Linked DNA regions of Drosophila melanogaster: region 1 is linked to region 2. Evidence: chromatin contacts called from public HiChIP or PLAC-seq data. All regions are on one chromosome and are shown on one strand. The core of a region is the stretch at or near the end of the contact, and the rest is flanking DNA. Distances in the headings are between cores, read along the strand shown. Region 1 holds the start of ZnT35C (Zinc transporter 35C). Region 2 overlaps wwk (white walker).

Region 1 (4,459 bases), core at 304-2,803, 150 kb before region 2:
GCCGCGGAGGTGGCACCGGAACCGGAAACGGCAGCCGACGAGGCGGTGGAGACGGGAGCGGTGGCTGCGGTGGTGTTGGTGGTGGCTGCTTTGTTGTTCCCACGCGCAGAGGATGTGGAGGAGGCCATCACTTGGTGGCTGTTTGGTGCTTGTGGCTCGCTTTTTTCTGGTCTCGCGCTCTCCTTCCGTTCAGTTGGCCATGGCCATCTATCTGGTCACTGCCGCGGCGGCAGTCCGGGCGAATTATCGGCTATCAATTCGAGTGCACAACGCCCCGACATCATTGACTAATAACGCTAGCTAAACTTTCACGAACTCCCGCACGTTGTGGCCTTCATATTGATTTTTTTAAAACATCGCCACTCGTGCCAGCGATGCGCGAGTCGTAACGGACCTATCGCTTAGGGATGACACTTGCCAGTTACCGTTAATCTTGGGGATGGTATTTCAAGAATATTCTATCCCATATTATGCATTCACCAATCCCAATGAATTAAAAAAGTTGTGAACCCTGTACCTATGAAATAAATCTTATCTTATTATATACCCTGCCCAAAACATTTTTACTAATATCAAATCTTTAAGTTCTTCTTATCGTTTGATCTTTATGCTTGAAAGAGTTTAAAATATATATTTCTAATTTTAAACTTAGAAAAGTTAGAATAAGGAAAAACGAGTTTGTAGCTTTTGAGCATTGTTATTTTATTAACCTTTCAAATAAACCACCTATTGTACAATATTTTCCTATATTTGTAAAGCCAGGGCTTCATTTAAAAATACCAACATCAAACTGTTTTCAGCTATCTGGCAGCCCGAGAATAAGCGCAAAATTCAAAAATTCTAGCGAGTGCTTTGCGCCCATTCACATTCTTATCTGCCGGCTGGGTAAACCTGCTCTTAAAAGCAAACTGATCCCGTTGGTTGTCTTACCGCACGTTACCATCATTGAACGGTCCGTGTGCTATATTCACACTTGACATATCATACCTCCTGCTGATAAGAATGGGCATCTTTCTTCCCCTTTTTCGTTTCACATTGCACGCAGAAAAATGTTGGCACAGTATTAAAATTAAAAGTTTTTATTTCCTTAAAAAAGAAAGTACTAAACCCAAAGATCTGATATTCTGTTGATAACTTTATCAATCATTGTTATATCTATGATGAATCTACCTTGATTTACATTTGTTTAATTTTTAATTTTAAATCTTTATTTTGAAATCCGCTTTGGCATTATGTAATTTTCAACAATTATAATTATGCGGATTATATTATTCTATATAAAGATATTATCTATCTATATATTATCATTATATATATTATTATTGGGACGAATAATGTTTACCTTTGCTTTGGAATATATATACCAGTTATTTTTTTTGAGTGTTTTGTTTCTGCTTTATTTTAGCTTCTAGACTGATCCACCCCTCCTCACCTCCCTCGAAGTACAAACACATGCATTGCACTCGGCTCTCGCCGATCTGAAAGTTGTAAGTTAAGATAACCACGATTATCTACTATTTGCTTGAATCTTATCATTCCACAGCCTCTGTGAATCAGTGGAGCATATGGGATCTTATAAGAAACACTTGTCGGTGCGGTCTTGTGTTGTAACGTGTGGTGTTAGTGTGTCTTGTTGAAAAAATATAAAGTGAGTTAATATTCGGAAATAATAATGTCCAGGAACGAGGATACACCGATTGCCAAGTAAGTTATGGGATGCTGGGAAAACGGTTTATCGCCTGACTTCCTGGGCCAAAGTTTGCGCAGCGCAAAAAGTTGGCCGAATATAAAATCTCTTTTGGGCCAAATTAACATAAAGCGCCAAATGAGCTGCTGATTTGTTAAATAGGCGTAAGAGCGGACCGCGTGGGAGCAGTGACAACTGTCGGGTTCCTGGAGTCTTGGGATTTTCTAGGTGCGCACAGGCCTCCAAAAGTTGGATCGAAAGCTTAAAGTGCGACGGCTAACGTATTTTGCTTGCTGTTTTTTTTTCACTCGTTTTTCTTTTTTTTTTTTTGATTTTTTTTTCTTCCTTTGTGCAATTGCGTTGGAAAGTTGCAGAGCAAGTAGTTTAGCGCCATTTGCACTTTCCGTAGTAAAAATTACGCGCACTTGCTCTGGCACACCCACGCCCACCAACGCACGCCCACCCACGCACACACACACACCCATGCAACATGAGAAACTTATCAACGGGCACATCACACGCACACACACGTGCTGCTGATGAAGGCGGCGTCGGCGGAGTGGGCGTGGCCTTTAAGTAGTCATCGTAGTTTGCGTTAAGTAACAAAACTTCAAATTGAATTTTTCGCAGCACTTTTCATTTTAGCACCTATCAAAAAAACTCCTTTTTTCGGTGCATTTCGCCTCGCTTTCCAAAGCATCAAGCTCATTACAGTGGCAACTGCCTGCTGATGGACGGTCGGTTCGGTGGGGCTTATGGCAGTCAATGGCCCCACTGTACATTGTGTCTGCTTAAATGCCGCAGTGTTTTGTTGGCACCGGCAACGCTACGTTTTAATTCTCTGCCGGGGTTTTTCCAGTCGAAGCTGCCACGGAAAAACTTTTCTTGCTGTGGCTGCACTTACTTACTTCTCATTCTTTTGGGCGTCTTGCACTTGTTTACCGTGGAAAACAAGTGCATTTCTATAGAAACTTGTGCAGAATAAAACTAACGAATGGCACATTTTAATTAAAGAATTAGTTGGGAAAACGTTATATATTGTTTAGACCACATTCCAAACTTGTTTTGTGATGCACACTTGTAAGATTATTTCTAGTGGAACATCATAAGCTAAATATGAACATTTTGATTAAAACTAAAGCATTTAGCGTTTACAGTATGAAACTTATGAAACTTATCGGTATAATCTTGAGTTTTCCATCGAGTAACCATCTTCTTCTTCTGCAGACGCGACTCTGGACGGACGCGCCGTAGCAACTATGGCACGGCCCCATCCTTTCACCTGATGGAGCAGGGACAACCAGGTGTGAACGTAGTCGCTGGCAATGGCAACAACAATCACCCGGCAACGCCTGCAACACCTGCTCAAATTTTTTGTTTACACGGGCGGTCCAACAACGTCGAAGGTGAGTGAGGCAAGAAGGGGTTAAGTTAAGAGGGCCTGAAATGGGGTGAAAAGGGGTTGAAAAGGGGCTGCGAGGGGCTGAGGGGTGGGCTTAAAGCGGTGGCAAGGTGACTGTGACAAACGGCGGGGCACTTTCGTGTCGCTTTCAATCAGGTCGGACTGCCTCGCAGCAATTTGCAGTCATTCATAAATTATCAAGAAAACGCAGCAGGCAGCGGCATTTTGCACTAAAAGTCAAATGCAAACAAATCAAATTCGACAACAACGAAAATCAACCAAATTAGTTTTCACATTGTTATTTTTCCGTGTGTGTTTTCCCCACCACCCCCCCCACCCAATTTTTTAGGGTACCGAAGCTTGATTGTTCCTAAGCGCGGATCGTTGATTGTTTGCTTTCCTTAATTTTTTTTTTTTTATTCGGGTAAAATCGAAAAACTCGCTGCAATCTACTCGTGTTCGGACCCAAATGTATGGGTGACTGAGGAGCTGTAATATCGGGTAAATGCTCGCTAATTGGCAGACGGCACGGAAATCGTCGGAAATGAATGATGCCCGGCTATATAGGAATGCGGCAACTTCGCTGGATAAAAGCCGCTTGGAAATGCTGCACGAATATGGTGAGCAAACAACTTACCACCTACTCGAAGCTTTATTTCCGCCCATTCCGCTCACTATTCGCCCATACACCAACCACCCACAACCGCCCCTTGTCCCCGCGCCCAGTGTCATCAATCAGCTGATGATTCTCGAGGTTGGCAAACCAAATTATGATGGAAACTGGGCCGGCTAGCCGGAGAGCAATCCGCTGTCGCCGCCGTAGCCGCCGCCCAATCCGCCCAATCCACCCAATCCACTCCCCCCCATCAGCATCTGTGGCATAATCAAAATTTATGCTCTTTGCTGACACACCGCTGCTGGGAGCAGACCGCATCCCACCACTATGGCCATATGTCATAAATCGCCCGAGGAGCCAGTGTAACGCTCGCCATAATTTACGTACGACATCGTCGATGGACCAAATAAATGTTTGAATCATTTTTTTCATTCATTGCCATCATACATAGGGTCAGAAACCGAAAAATCGACGTGGCTATCTCAAGTTTATATTTTAATTTCCTGCGCTTCGGCTTTGAAACTAATCGCATACCCTGTAGGAAAGGATTTGGTATAAGTAACGACTGCATTCTCGGAAGCACTCAATATCAAAACTTCAATTATCAGCCATCTGTTCAATTACATATATAATACAATAGCTATGCCCCATTTTACTGACAGAAAGTACATTTAATGAGTATGCGATAGTCGCAAGTAGCGCAGGAAGAATGGTTCTGCTTTTTTGGCGATGATTCGATTTATTGGCAGACGAG
Region 2 (3,971 bases), core at 1,456-3,955:
GCCATAAAGTCGGTGCTACTGGATGGGTTTAAAGTTTTATTAGTTTCCACGTTACCGGGCGTTTTCATTATTGGGTAAACGAAAATTGAAATTATCAAACCATTAAAAGCAAACAACGGCAACTTGTATTTGGGGAACAGAACGAAACGAAAACGGGATGGGTTGGGATGGGGGCCAGGCTAATTAAATGTAATTAATTTTCACATGCCTCAAAATTAAATGCATTTAAATCAAAGAGATCCGAGAGAGTGTGAGCTTTATATATAGCGTATGCTTTAATAGTCGCCGACCGACAAAAAACCGACTGACGCTCTTAAAAGTGATTTAAAAAGTTTCATTAAGATAAACAACAACGAACACTCGACAGACACAGCCACAACCGAATGTTATAGCAATTTAAATTTTAATTTAAGCTCACAATGGCTATGAGCAGCACAGGTGAATAAACCATGGGTCAGATCCGACTCGCAACTCTGACTAAACTACAGAAAATTGTAGTCGAAAAAGTAAGCACTACCCCCAAAAAACCAAAAAAAAAAACTCTGTCTTGGGGGGCATTTACCGTTGCGCCCTCGAGGCGTGGCCGTTTCTGTCGTTTCATTTTATTTTTGGGCCAACCGTGTTTTCTACCCATATTAATGGCCCAACCAGCCATTTTGGACAAACAAATTGCCGGCTACTGGATGGGTTTTGGGACACCGTCCGAGTCTCAAAAAAACCTTTTGCACCTTGCTTTCTCGCCGTAACAAGAGATCTTCACGAACAAAAAATCTTCAAAAACAGCCAAATTTCAATGGAAAAAATGGCGTTTAACTGTAACTCGCGCAATGTGAAACATTTTCGGGTCAGGTGCAGAGAAGCAGTGCCGCCAGTCACAGTCCCAGACCCAGACTCCGAATCCGAATCCAAGTCCGACGAGATTTCACCAACCTGTGTCTCGCGGACAAGGCCCCAAAAGTTTTTTTTTTTTAGCTCCGACTGGTGGTCCATTATCTTACGGTAATATCGCCCATAAAGCGTTGTCTGTTTTCTGTTTGGTGGCTACCTAGTTCGCATCACCATTCCATCATGATCACCATCATCATCATCATTATCATCATCATCATCTGGCCAACCTTCGCGATCTCCACTGAACACTTGTACATATAGCAACTATGGCTCGTTGTGGTTTCCTACATAACATAACTAACTATTTCCTCAGGCCGCCATTGTGCCATTATTTTTTTTTTTTTTTTGTGTTCATTTCGTTTGGGTGTTGCGCAGATTTATGGCCAAGTTGGACATCTTGATTGGTCAGCTCTGCACTTTTCTATACAACGTTTTTAAACTTTAATAAAAGATGCATAAGCCTTAGTTTTGACAATTTAACTATGTGATATTTTGCAAGACATTGTTACTTCCTTATATAGATATATTTCAATAATTCATTTTAGAACAACTTAAATTGTACTTTGTAGTTTCCTTTTAGTTTAGTTTACTACGAAATGGGTCTACTAATAAATCTAATTTTCAGCCTGCCTTTCAACCAAATCAAACATATGAGTACGTGAACTACTAAAACATACATATGTATGCCCCTCAATCAACGTTGGTAGGACATTCTGGCCAAATCCGGAGCGTCGTACCGCAATGCATTCGTAATGCGACTCGTGCCCAGTGGGACAAAGCAGGGGGAGTCAGCCAGATGGGGAGCAGTGATATCGGATATCGGGGTAAGGGTGAGAGGGCTGGGGATTACGGGAGCGAGGCCTTAAAACGCGCGTTAATTAGCCGTACGTGCGGAGTGCGTTTGTCAAGCAGGCAAATGGCCAACGAATGCTTGGCTCAGAAATTTTATCAGCCAACTGAAATCAGTTACGGGCAAGCTCACTGCTGACTGCTTACTGCTCACAGCTCACCTGCAACAATGACAAGTGTTGATGGCGATGACGATGACGATGACGGTGACGGTGAACGAGGTATGGGATCTGAGGTTGGGGATTTGTACGTGGAATTGCGAGACCCATGTGTGTGTCGAGAGACTTGACTTGACCCGTGTCCACCATTCGTTAAGCTTAGCTATAAAACAAAATGAAAAATGTTGTTGCACAAAAAAAAAAGAAAAAGAAAAGAAAAGAAAATCAGGCGAAACACTTGTACCCATCGAATGCTGTCTGTGGTGAGGGCAGTGGTTCTATCTGATTTAAACGTAATGATTAAACCACAGCCGGGCAGATGCAAGTGGCAGTGCAATCAGTTCTGGAAAAGTTTCACAGCTGACCCGCCATTATCCTTGACCCGTTTAATTAAAGTGCGTGCTCTATCTGAGACGTGTACAAGATTTACATATCTTACAGGCTTACACAGTAACACAGCAATTGAAAGGAATGTAAAGTGTTTGTCGAAGTAAAGGTATTTTTATGGACTTGAAAGTAATAAATGGTATCACTCATATAAACCGACATTTAAAATGATATTACAGAAACTCTATAAGCTTAACAGTCATCAAGCTAATTCTGTTTGAAAAATGAAGTGGTTAACTGCAAGTCATTTACATATATGTAAATAACATGATAAAATCTACCAATGTATAATAATATTAACTAAAGTAAATATAAATATATGTGCTTAAAAAAGAAATTAGTTTTATCTGTGCAGCGTAAGTCCTTTAAAATTCAAATTCAATGCTCATCCGCACAAGATATGTTATCATCCCAAAAGTATGCTTCTTTAATTTCCACGAGGCTATAGCAAAGTTTAACACCCAACTGACCATCCAGTCAAATACAATTTCTTTATTGAATGGCTTTACTTGAAATTTTTGTTCAACACAAGAGCACGTTTAATTATTACATTAATATAATTTGTATACCTCATTTAAATTACACTTAGTCCCTACAATATATTTACAAATAGCCGTTGTGTTTGGGTGCATCTATGTTAAAGTGTAGATCCTTTGACTAGACTGTTGATAAAGTGTGCAATTTTTTTTTTTTCGTTTTCTCTTCGATCAAGCTAGGACCACACATAGAAAAACGAGAAAAAAACAATGCAGCAAGTAATATGTAGTTTTCAGCGTTTATAGCTAGCTGCATTTAGTAATAGTTTCCATCTGATCTGTTGTACCATAGCTAAAAGCGAGTGCGAAGGCGTTATCCTTTATATGGAAGGAACAATGGACGATATTATCTCACAGTTATGCGTGTCGTTGTTTTGTCTGATTTCGATTATCGTGTGAGAGTGTTAGCGATTGCGTAATTATTAAGTATCCGCTCACTGGCAACATAAATGCAAATTTAACATTTTCAACATTTTGTGTGTAACAAAGTGATTTATACGACTAAACGCTAAGCAACAATGACTACGAAAACGAATTAACAGCTAAAACGCTAACACAAAATTCGTTTCACAACTCTTAAAAAGTATTGTTTTCTTTGCATACTACAATTTCTATGTATGCACTTCTATTGCACTGTACCCGAAAGTCTAAGTTGCCATAAACATTATTTAGTTTTGTATTCAAATGAACTCCATTCATACAAAACTTTGATAAATTTGTATATGAAATGGTTTTGGAAAAATTGCTCGGTTTTCACTGGAAAACGAAACCAAAAAAAAAAACAGACCAAGACTAAACGTTAGAAAATCTAAATGAAATTTGCCGGTAACTTAATATTATTAACCTACAGGCAAATTTCATTCAAATTCTGTATTGTTTAGCTTTGGACCAAATAAAGTTCGAATCTTGTCGACCTATTGTTTGAGTAACTTAATTTTCTATATGGTAACCACTATATATAGTTAATTAGTTTCTTCCAACTCTGGACAAGACACACATTCAGCAAATTTGCTCATATATCATCAGTAACTTTGATAAAATCTCGACTTAATGGGGGCGGGTGCATAGAAAACTATTTACAAAGTGTGCGAAAGGGTGGCCATCAATCTTGATATTTATTAGCTTAATTATCCGTGTGCGGATGTGGATTTGA

What was found. HiChIP or PLAC-seq counts read pairs in DNA pulled down with a chosen protein or histone mark.
Region 1: a CP190 HiChIP or PLAC-seq map of the Kc167 cell line shows a contact between it and region 2, with 3 times the contacts expected there. The contact joins the promoter of ZnT35C here to the enhancer-like site in region 2. A contact is called at or near these places in 12 of 107 Hi-C or Micro-C datasets (the Kc167 cell line, the S2 cell line, embryo and 2 more) and 1 of 6 datasets of contacts at active chromatin or transcription factors (the Kc167 cell line).

The regions. Positions count from the first base shown.
Region 1 is chr2L:15,244,808-15,249,266 of dm6, reverse strand. It overlaps ZnT35C (Zinc transporter 35C), which reads left to right and starts at 1,553. Exons shown (of 8, transcript NM_135897.5): 1 at 1,553-1,704; 2 at 2,915-3,093. The coding sequence starts at 1,673. dao (down and out) reads right to left here and starts at 388. Exons shown (of 6, transcript NM_001273533.1): 1 at 1-388. The coding sequence starts at 128.
Region 2 is chr2L:15,095,700-15,099,670 of dm6, reverse strand. It overlaps wwk (white walker), which reads right to left. Exons shown (of 15, transcript NM_205997.2): 15 at 2,756-3,971. The coding sequence ends at 3,942. Among named protein-coding and RNA genes, the nearest start is that of CG15269, 12 kb to the left of the region's middle. Within about 2 kb of position 2,705, at least 14 of the 39 cell types and tissues checked have an H3K27ac peak or open chromatin away from gene starts, as enhancers often do. A contact at or near this core is called in the Kc167 cell line, eye imaginal disc and wing imaginal disc, where this site is marked.